3 separate regions of the Zea mays genome follow, and all the other regions are linked to region 2. A link is a contact called in public Hi-C data. All regions are on one chromosome and are shown on one strand. The core of a region is the stretch at or near the end of the contact, and the rest is flanking DNA. Distances in the headings are between cores, read along the strand shown.

Region 1 (3,898 bases), core at 452-2,951, 140 kb after region 2:
TATAAAAGGGAGGTCCAGGGCCATCCTGGAGGGGGGTTCGCGCGAGGGAAGGAGCGGACGAACGGGCTCCCACTCTCTATCTCTCTCTCCCTCACGCGACGTGCTTGTAACCCCTACTACGAGCGGCACCCCTGGTGCAGGATAATACAAGGCTTGTCCCACCTCTTGTGTTCCATCCCGCGCCAACCCATCTGGGCAGGGGCACGCAGCGATCTCACTCGTCGGTCCAGGGACCCCCTCGGGTCCGAGACGCCGACACATAGATTATAAACCGTAAATAAAATCTACATAATTCATCGAACATAAAAAATACATAATATACAAAAATAAAAGTTACTTATTTTAACTAGGGATGGATCCGGATACTTATTCGGATCTTAAATTTTTTGTCTTATTTGTTTGATTGTGAATAAATAACATATAGAATTTGCTATGTAAATTTATATTCATCTTTTTAGTATTGAGCCTATTAATATTTTTAGAAAAGTAAATCTCAAATTTGTTTTATATCTTTTTAAATAATTGATATAAATCTCAGATACATATACGGATTTGAATGTTTTTTCATCAGAGAGAAAATAATGCACACAAAAAATATACAAAATTTTATTTTGTACTTCATAATATTCTTAATAACATGATTAAAAATTAGCTTTAAATTATATGTATATCTATGTTAAAATATTATATTTATCATATAAGTCAGATGTTTTAGAAACATCCTTAATTTCAACTGATTTAGAACATAGATAACTCTCAACACTAGTTCCACCGAAATTTATGTAGGCTTAAGGGCTTGTTGAGTTATCTCTCAATCCATGTGGATTGAGTGGGATTATGTAGGTTAAAATCTCAAGCAAGTCAAACTTCTTTTTAATTTTTTACAATCCTATCAATCCATGAGTAACGGGATTAACCGAATAAGGTCTAAAAGGTGTCCTCGATGACCTCTCTCGTGAGCAAGTGCTTTGATGCAATTCCGAAGGAGAGTTCCTTGAGCGAGCATCTCCAAAAGGTTAGTTTAAAATATTTTTGATCTATTTTTAAGAGAATTGTTCGAGAAATTGTTAAAATTTACCCTAATATTTTTTAGATACCCCTTAAAACTGATTTTTAGAAATCATTTTCTAATGAGTTCTTGTAGATGCTCTTATGACGCTGTTGCTGTCCCAGTCAGGCAGCACTCCTCAATTGGGCTGTTTTCTGTTGAGCTAATGTCTGGTGTTGTTGAAGAGGAGAGCTCAATAAGATGAACGCTAGGAACATAGCCATGGTGTTTGCCTCCAACATGACACAGGTAATTTAATATTCTTGGCTTCTTGGGATAGCAGGTGATCTATTTCAGGAGCCGAGTCATACCCTTTTGTCGGTGTCAGTTGACTTCAACAATTTTTTAGGGAGTGTTTGAATACACTAGAGCTAATAGTTAGTTTGCTAAAAAATACCAGTGAAATTAGCTGGCTAACAAATACCTAGCTAACTATTAACTAATTTACTAAAGTAGCTAATAGTTAAAGGGTGTTTGGATGTCTATAGCTAATTTTAGCTACTAACTATTAGCTCTAGTGCATTCAAACAACCCCTACATATCTAACGGAAAAACATTGTTAAAAAAGTAATTTTATAGTACGGATCGAGTAGATAATGTTAATGACCCGATAAATTATTTGCTAGCTTCGCTGTTAATCTATTTGTACAAGTACTTCTCATACAACAAAATTGCGACAAACTGTAGATCTCCACAACTTCAACGGCTAACTTTACCTTTTTGTTCTATGTTAGATGTCAGATCCATTGACAGCCCTGATATGCCGTCCAACTCGCAATGCTCACCCGGACACGTAGGCACAGCACGTGCAGTGCGCTGCCGCGTGGATGCACGTGGCGGTTGCCTCCAGATCTGTGTTGCCGGCTTGCGGCGTGGATGTACACGTGGCGTGGCGGAGGATACAAAATGAACAGCACAGGCCAGGGCACAGACGCACGCGTCAGGTGCACCGTGCACCCGCTGAATTGAACACCTCACCACCATGGACATGGAGGCGCAGGCGGCAAAGGCGAGAACCGAGGACCCGCGACGTCCTCCCAGCGACGGCGGGCCTGCAGGAGCGAAGTGCGTGGAGGGTGGAGGCGACGGTGCCAGCCGGAGCACGGCAAAGCGGGAGGCCGAGAAGGCGGCTGCGGTGGAGGCGGAGGGCGCCCTGCCGCTGCCGCTGCCGCACGAACGGGTGCCGCAGCCGCGCGACGTGTACAACGAGCAGCTGGAGCGGATGTGAATGCATGTTTTCTGCTCGGCAGTCTCGATGAACCCCAATCGACCCAATGATCGATCGAGCGATCCTGCTACGGGTCCTCTTTGATTCCTAGAGCTCTCACCTCAGCAGTGGAGGAAAAAAACTGGATGCACTGGCTATTATGTGTGTATGTTGTGAGAGTAGTGGGGAGGTTTCCCTAAACATTTTTATGAGGTGAACGTTAGCGGTGTCAGAAAAGCTGGAGTCGGTGAAGCTCAAACAGTATATAGTACGTAGGAGATGGACCTACCTAATACGTAGGTGGAGTCAGAGGAGTGTATATATTTAACAGTATGTAATATGTTGTAATATCTAGGTGAAGAGAGTTATATAAACAGTATATAGGAGTAGTATTTATTATAAGATCAAATAAAATCTAATATAGATGGTCAGAGGCCCGCGGCCCCAGCACGTAGTCCGTTATTTGGGCTGATCCGAGCCTGGTCCGGGCTAGCTCTATGTGGACTCAGGCCTAGCCCAGTACTGACGACGTGTCAGACTCGTTTAGAGTTTTCGGTCTAGTCCAAGCATGGTCGTTTCTAAACGGGCTAGGACTCGACCTGTTTAATAAGACAAACATGACAAAAAAATAGCTCTATCTTTTATTTAAAGTCTATCATAGGAGCATTTTTTCAACTTGTGCTTTCCAACAGGATGGTGTGCTGCGCTTTACTACAGTTGCCTCCTTCAAAGTTTAAATGCCTAAAATCATCACATTTTACTACAGTTGTCTCCTTCAAAGTCTACTAGGTATGTGCCCATATGTTGCCACGAGAGTTAAAAATTAGTATAAAACGTAAGATATGGAATGACAAACATCATTATAATATATAAAATTTTGGACGTTTTGTTTTCTAGATGGCATAACAGTATCAGGGCAAATAAGTTTTCGATCAATCCTCCAAAATAAAATAAAGTCATATTCCAAAAAGACATTGCAATGGCTAGTCGGATCTAATCATCTTTCTCTTGGGCATCCTTAAGTCCTCTCACCATATATTCTTATCTGGAGATATATCAACCTGGATTCCAGTATTTCATTAACATTCGGAAACTGATGATGAAAACAAAGTAGCTCACTTCATGTGCACTAACCAACTCAGGCTTCTTTGCATAGACCCTCACAATTCTATCCTCGTATGCAGGTACCAAGTGGCTAACCCTGTCAGCTATTGTTGGGGGCCTTCCTCCTCCGAAGGTCCTCAAAAACGGGACTAACATGTTTTTCAGTGTTGAAAGTCGCCTAGAGGGGGGGTGAATAGGGCGAAACTGAAATTTACAAATATAAACACAACTACAAGCCGGGTTAGCGTTAGAAATATAATCGAGTCCGAGAGAGGGCGTGAAAACAAATCGCAAGCAAATAATGAAGTGAGACTCGAGGATTTGTTTTACCGAGGTTCGGTTCTCTCAAACCTACTCCCCGTTGAGGAGGCCACAAAGGCCGGGTCTTTTTCAACCCTTTCCCTCTCTCAAACGGTCCCTCCGACCGAGTGAGCTTTCTCTTCTCAAATCAACCGGGAGCAAAACCTCCCCGCAAGGACCACCACACAATTGGTGTCTCTTGCCTTGGTTACAAGTGAGTATTGAACACAAGAAAGAAT
Region 2 (3,397 bases), core at 380-2,879:
ACCTCTAGCTAGCCACCTCAGGCTACGAAGGAACAAGACTGGAGTCACATCTAGATTACTCCGGTAACAGGTAATGATGGTTCCCCGCGTGCGTCCATGACGTCAATAGTCCCCAAGCTCTCTACGGAAGCAAGGAAACGTCAGCAGGATCCATGCCGCACCGCCATCTACGCTTCTACAGGGCTCAAGCGCTTCTCCGTCGGTCACGTTAGCACATAGCTACACCCCATTGTACAACTAGACCATCTTCTTATATCTATAAAAGGGGATGTCCAGGGCCTTCCAAAAGGAGAAGGGGGAGCGGATGCAGAAAAAGTGGGAGAGACGCGGAGGAGGCTAACTCAGTCGACTCAAGGCCGAACTCCCTCTCTCTCTCTCTCTCTCTCGCCCTCGCTCAGCTTGTAACCCCTACTGCAAGCACCCCCGGTGCAAGATAACATAAGCCTCATCCCCCTCTTGTGTTCCATCTTGCATCAACCCATCTGGACAGGGGCACGCGACACAAAATTCACTAGTCGGTCCGGTTGAGAGTCCCCCGGGTCCGAAACACCGACAAATATTGTCCGTTGAATTTAAGTAAAAGAGAGAGAGTGTTATCTAACTATTTGAATCATTAGTTTTGATGATGTGTTAAGTCTGGATGTAATTTGATTGGTGGATTTAGTGAAGGTTACAAGTGTGGGAGTGATTTGATTGAGTGAATTTTGTAAATTTTAAACCGGTGAATTATATAGTATATAATAATATGTATATAAGTATAAATAGATATAGATATACAGTGGCGGATGCAGGACCAAAATTTATAGGGGCCAAAAAACCACATGACAAAATTAAGTAATACTATAAAAAACTATTTTTTGCATTGAATTCAAGTTTTATATCCATATATGATAAAAGTTTAAAGAAGATAACTATGAAACATATCGTTATTTTTTTGCTGATCGAACCAATGTCGTGTGTACCTTATCGAATGTCTATCTCTCGAAAAAGTGGGGCACTAAGAAAGGGACAAGGTCACACGATGTCTTCAGTTGAGAGACAGAGCTCGCTGATTCATCCAAGCTCATCGACTACCGGGAACGGGTTGCATCATCACTGCGAGCGAGATCGGGGCTACTCGATGGGCCAGCGTCGCGACGACAACGAGCAAGGGCAGGGACACTGAGAAGGGGGGCATATGAAAGGACTAGATTGAGCAATGTCGGGATGGATAGGGATGAATAGATAGATGCGAGAACTAGGTTGAGGAGAAGGACGCTGTCAGAAGGACTAGACTGATCTGACGAGACCCCTATCAAAACATAATTTTTTCTATATTTAACCATAAGTGTACATTAAGTATAAGAGGTTATATAAAATTGAGAGGTCATGATCTACTTTACTCCTATGGATCCGCCTCTGTAGATATAGAATATATTGGAATTTTTTAGAAATATAAAGAAGGAACGATCAAAATCGACTAACATTTCTCGAGCAAATTCAACCTCTTGCAAGTTGCACCACAAATCTGTCAGATTACCTCTCGTCCGCGTCAAAAAAAGGGAGGAAAAAGGGCAAAAGAATCTGACCGAAACCAAAGTTGCTAATAACTTGGGACGTCGTTTCCCGGCGTGCACAGCACCGCTCGATCGAGCAAACACAAACCCTTGGTGGAGTCCTCTCCGCCGCCGCGCGCTAACAACCTACGTACGCTATCGCCGCCCGCTCGCCTCGACGGGATTGGTCCGGCCGTTGGCCCGTCCCCCCCACCACGCTCGCTCCATTGGCAGGCGAGACCGTCCATCCTCCGACCCCACCCGTCGGCCGCCGGGATGGCGGCTTCGGGCGGGGATGCGCCGGAACTCGCCGGTAAGCCCCTCACGCCAGGCCCACCGCCCGCCCGCCCACCGGGTCGCGGGGTGCCCTGCGCTTTATGCCCTGTGTGCGATCGACCGCAACCCCGAATTTGTTCGGGGTTGGATTTGTTTGCTTGCCTGCTGCTGCTGGGCATGGTCCTTAGTCATCCATGGCTCAGTTCGCTTAGCTGTCATAGTACGTTGTCGCTTAGCTGTACTGCTACCTTGCCATGCTTGTATGCATTTAGTCACTAGATAATTACTCTGGTTATTGATTTCTTGCTCTTAATTGAATTCACTCGATTTTATCTTGCACGCCCCCTGTAACGCCCCTGCCAGTGAGGTTGGCCAATTTGGTGTCAACTTTTACATGAAGGATCCATAGTGACTAAAAAGCGGCATCTATTCATTTTTTTGTATGTTTTTTCACACTATACTAATAATCTGTTCGGGTTCCACCTTTTCCAATCCTATGGTTTATTTGCTGCTGTTACGATGTTACTGGCTCAGTTCGTGCTATCTGCTATTTAACTGTGAAAAGACTAAACTTTCCACCTGAAATGATCAATGCATTGTAGCCTGCCTTTTTTTGCTTTTAAATGGAATTAGGGCAGTTTCTCAACTTCCAATTGAGACAGATGTGCTTTGAATGTGTACAAGCGAAAGCTTCCATGTCTACATGCTTTATAGGAGTACAACTTTACATGTAGTTCTAGGTAACCAACAAAAAGAGGATTTTTTACATAAAGGGTTCATATTCAAATGGTTATCTGCGCTAAAGTTTCCTATCGGATGGCTCATGATTTGGCAGCAACACTTGCATCAATATCCACGATTCAATGTTTCTAGTTTAGTGTGCGGCAGCAAAAAATCATTTTTTTGGTGAAGTTTTGAGACGAAAGAACTCTCCACTAGATGTTTTATCATTTATGCATTAAAAAATAATAGATATGACAAAATCGAGGTTCTATTTTTTTACTAAATAAGTAAATATTTTTGGAATCTAGGTTTCCCAAATAAATTATCTTGCTTCTTGGGTATCCTGGTATTTGGTTTGGTTTTAAACCGTTGGATTTTGGTGTAAACTAAAAATTTATGAAGTCCTAAATTATGGGAGTAAAGTCCAACTTCAATAAATTGGGTTTACAAAATCTGTACAGCCCAATTGATTGTGTACGCTGGCTGTAATAACAAATCATAGAGCCAAAGCAAATTGTCTTGCCGTAGTTGTCAAATCATGGTATTGGAAAGTTAGGTGTCATCAGATCAAAACAAGACCTTGTGATAGGTCTTGGCACAAATGAGTAGGCACCAGCTTATTAAACGACGGAGATTTGCTTGACTCTCCTTATTTTCTCAACCAAAGGGGGAAAACAACTTTTCGGTAGCTGGCGACACCCCCTTCCACTGGACAACACATTCATAGCCTCCTCCCTGCCGGCATCCATCCCCCCTCTCACCCCTTACCCCTCTCACTCACTCACTCACTCACTCACTTGGCAGGTGTTCCTCCTTGCCCCATTTCTTCTGCCAGGATGGCGCTGAGTGGGGATCTGTTCAGA
Region 3 (3,547 bases), core at 832-3,331, 210 kb before region 2:
TTTTGGGCGGGAGCTGTCAATGGAGAAGGCACATCATAACTTTACCAGGTTTTGGCTCGTGTGGGCAATGTTGCTTACTACCTGCAACTTCTAGATTCAAGACGTACCCACTCGGTGCTACATGTCTCGCCACTCAAGCTTGCTGCTGGGTTTTGGGTGTCCAAACCATGTTGTGCAGCAAGTGCTCCTGGCTTGGTCAGGACTTTCGTTGGATCTGGCTACCTAGGAACACATGCTGCTTCACTCAGAGCATCAGGATCATGGATGTGCTCAGATTCTACATCGACTTGAGGGCAAGTCGAATTTTAAGGAGGAGAGAATGTTACACCACCATTGTCAGATACTCCACATGAGGAACTCCATCCGGGTGAGCGTGGAAGACACTAATATTCGAGTCGCAGGTCCTGAGTTGATGTAACTAACTGCAGCCTTGTTGTTGTGGTCCTGTCTAGGAGTAAGTCTCTAGCGTGTGGGGTTGTGTCCCTCGGTCACCGGTTGGTGAGCCATGTTCCTAAGTAGTCGTATATATGTTGTTGGCTTGGACAGTAGGAAGGGGCATGTATGAACTTTACTCTGAATGAATACGACATTTTCCTGATTCCTCTCCTATTCTCGTCTCCTACCTCTGCTCCCTCTCTACTATCTTCTCCTTCCATTAGCTGTAGCTAACACTATGATGATAACCAATCACGCCCATTGTATTTGGCTCAAGCAAACAATGTTGCAGGATGCTAGCCTGGCTCACGAGAATCCACGAAATAGCACTTATTTGAGACGGCGTTTAAAAAATAGCATCTGTTTTCAAGCAATTCATAGAACATCACTTGTTTCACCAAATTAATTCAGAAAAAATACTTCATCTATATTTTGCATACAAATGGACCGCATACAATTGGACCAAATTACCCCTATTTGTTTCATAGCCCTCTGTCCATAAAAAATTAAATAGATAAAATATACTAGTTCTATTTTATTTTATAGTGTTAAAAATACAAATAGGCACATATTGTTTTATTGAGGAAGAAGTCTAGATTAAACTATTGAACTTCAAACCCAGTTATCTTTAGCATTGAACTATTAAAATTGACAAACTTAGCTCACTAAAAGGTCTTCCATTATACTTCTTTTGTTCCTTTTTATTTGATGTGATTGTTTTTTTGAAAAAACTTAAGTCGCTCGTCTTATTTAAAAAATTGTGTATTCTTTAAAAACTACTCCCTCCATCTCAAATTATAATTTTGAAGTTCGATGGTTAAATCTAGACTTCTTTATTTATAGAAAATATATGTTTATTTGTATGTTGAACACTATGCTTACGAATATAAAACTATAGCTCATATATTTGTATGTATTTATGTTGTTCTTGTGGATAAAATAGATAAAAAAATAAGGCTACGAAATGATATGGTCAATTTAGTCCATTTTCTTGTGAGACGAGAAATAAACTAATCAAAAATATAGATAAAGTGTTGTTTTCTAAATTTATTTACGCCCCGTTTGGATCATTGGAATTGAATTTCATTATAATAATAATAATTTAGACATATATCAATTAAGCTAATTCGGTTTTATGCAAAATATATTTATATACTATTATTAGCAAGATGTCGGAGATATTTATGTGCTACATTTTTACTATAGAGGAGTGAGACGAAGAGTGTCATATAAGTTACAGAGTAGAAACAAATTCTACTAATGCATAAAATCATTTCCCACCCTCCACCCATGAATTTGAGATAGGTTTATATCTGAACTTTGAAAAGTGGTGGAATGTTAAATTCCAAACTAAATAAGTTACTTTATTGAGTGAATTCCAATTCCTCTAAAATGAAGGGATCCAAACGCCCCGTTAATGAAATTGGTACCGTTTCTAAATTGCTTAAAAATAAGTGTTATTTTCTAAACATTGTTTAGAATTAGTGCGTGGATTCCACAGCGTGGCTCAAGAAGGCGTGGAGGCAAGTTGCAGCCCCTCGGCCTGACTGGCCCCCCGAGCCAGGAAAAAAAAACAGGCCTCGTCGATTCTGTGGGCCGGAGCCATTGGGTTCGAAAAGCCCTGGCTTCCCTTTCACGGCCGCCCTAGCTTCCCCACACTGAGCTCCTTCGCCGCCGCCCTAGCTTTCCCGCGAGCGGGACGGTAGCCGCCGTATCCTCCTTCCTCCAACACCGAGCGGGTCCAGGCAGGCAGCATCCTCGCGCCCTGTCGTGTCGCCTCTGCCTCTGAGTTCAGCTCGCCGGCAGCCGCCGCCCGCAATGGAGGCCCTCCGGAAAGCGGAGGCGGAGCTCACGGTGTACGTGCACCCCTCCAACGCCAAGCGCGTCCGGCACGCCGTATCCCGCCAGCTTAGCGCGCTTCTCTTCACGTGCGTCCGCTCCCCTTCCCTATCTCCGTGCATCTCCTCCCTATGCGTTTTGCAAAGTTCGTGTTCCTTGACCTACCGTTTTCATACGCATCCGGGTTCGAATCGCAGGAAGACGCGAAATATGGGATGGTTGGGGATGTGGGAGTGGGTAGCGTCGCCTTTTAGCCGCTATAAGGCTTGAGTTCCGAGCAAATCGTTAGGTGTCCAGTCCCCGGAGAGATTATGCATGAGGCTATAGGACCCTTGGTTGATTCTTCGTCACATTCTTATGGCCACTTTCGAGCTGTCGCAAGCTTTCTGTAGCAAGTTTGATTATTGTTTGGCCAAAATTTCATGCCACTTTCGAGCTGCCATGAAGCTTTCTGTAGCTAGTTTGATTATTGTTTGAGCAAATATGTATGGTGCCAATTCATATCAGGTATGTGGACCGTTTTGATGGCGTGTTGCTGATGCATGAAGTTTCATTCCTTATTGGCAAAGACAAAGAGGGCAAACCCATATATGAAAGGAGTGACCGTAATGATCAAATTGCTGAACCCGTTTCTTATGGCAAAATCATGAATGGCTTGGTGCCATATTTCAGCGTCCAAGTGCATGCCACCCTGCTGCTGTTCTCTCCCCAGCCGGACATGATCCTGGGTAAGTTGGTTTGTTTTGTCAATTTGAGCACTAATGGTTGTAGTATTTCTGTAGACAGTAGACCTGATTGACTGCGTTCAGTATCAGCTCATGCCAGCAAATAAGCATGTTACTAGTACTTGGGGATACTACATTATTGAAGCTTTCTATACTGCCATTACAAATTCTATCAGTGCTTTTGCTAGTGACTGATCTGCCATCATATCTTGTGGAATGAAGTAATAACCTGGCCTGGTACTGATTTGAAATGCATAGTCTGATGTTTAATTGTTTGCTAACTTCAGAAGGGATGGTTGAAATGATTGGGAAGGAGTCAATTCATGCCATTGTATTAGGGGTTTTCTCAGTGGCAATTATGTCTGAAGATATTAAGTTCAAATTCAAATGGGTAAGTTATATTGAGAAAAAGAATGATATTTTTTATGTGATGGTTTGGGACTTCACCTTTTTTCTATTAGTTTATATTTGATTTGAAGGTTCTCTAGTTTCTTTCAGTAATTTAGTTTTCGTATATCAATGTCCTCTTTTCTCTGTCTCATAAATTG

What was found. Hi-C and Micro-C count contacts between places; a contact is called where the count stands out from the background.
Region 1: a Hi-C map of endosperm shows a contact between it and region 2, with 3 times the contacts expected there. The contact joins the promoter of LOC100274613 here to the promoter of LOC100280056 in region 2. A contact is called at or near these places in 2 of 25 Hi-C or Micro-C datasets (ear and endosperm).
Region 3: a contact with region 2 is called in a Hi-C map of ear, with 2.8 times the contacts expected there. The contact joins the promoter of LOC100276818 here to the promoter of LOC100280056 in region 2. A contact is called at or near these places in 5 of 25 Hi-C or Micro-C datasets (ear, endosperm, leaf and 1 more).

The regions. Positions count from the first base shown.
Region 1 is chr10:26,831,871-26,835,768 of Zm-B73-REFERENCE-NAM-5.0, forward strand. LOC100274613 reads left to right here and starts at 1,702. Exons shown (of 1, transcript XM_008664401.3): 1 at 1,702-2,651. The coding sequence starts at 2,031. The coding sequence ends at 2,276.
Region 2 is chr10:26,694,732-26,698,128 of Zm-B73-REFERENCE-NAM-5.0, forward strand. LOC100280056 (VIN3-like protein 1) reads left to right here and starts at 1,630. Exons shown (of 4, transcript NM_001152996.1): 1 at 1,630-1,848. The coding sequence starts at 1,812.
Region 3 is chr10:26,482,505-26,486,051 of Zm-B73-REFERENCE-NAM-5.0, forward strand. LOC100276818 reads left to right here and starts at 2,082. Exons shown (of 6, transcript NM_001150527.1): 1 at 2,082-2,363; 2 at 2,782-3,002; 3 at 3,287-3,390. The coding sequence starts at 2,254.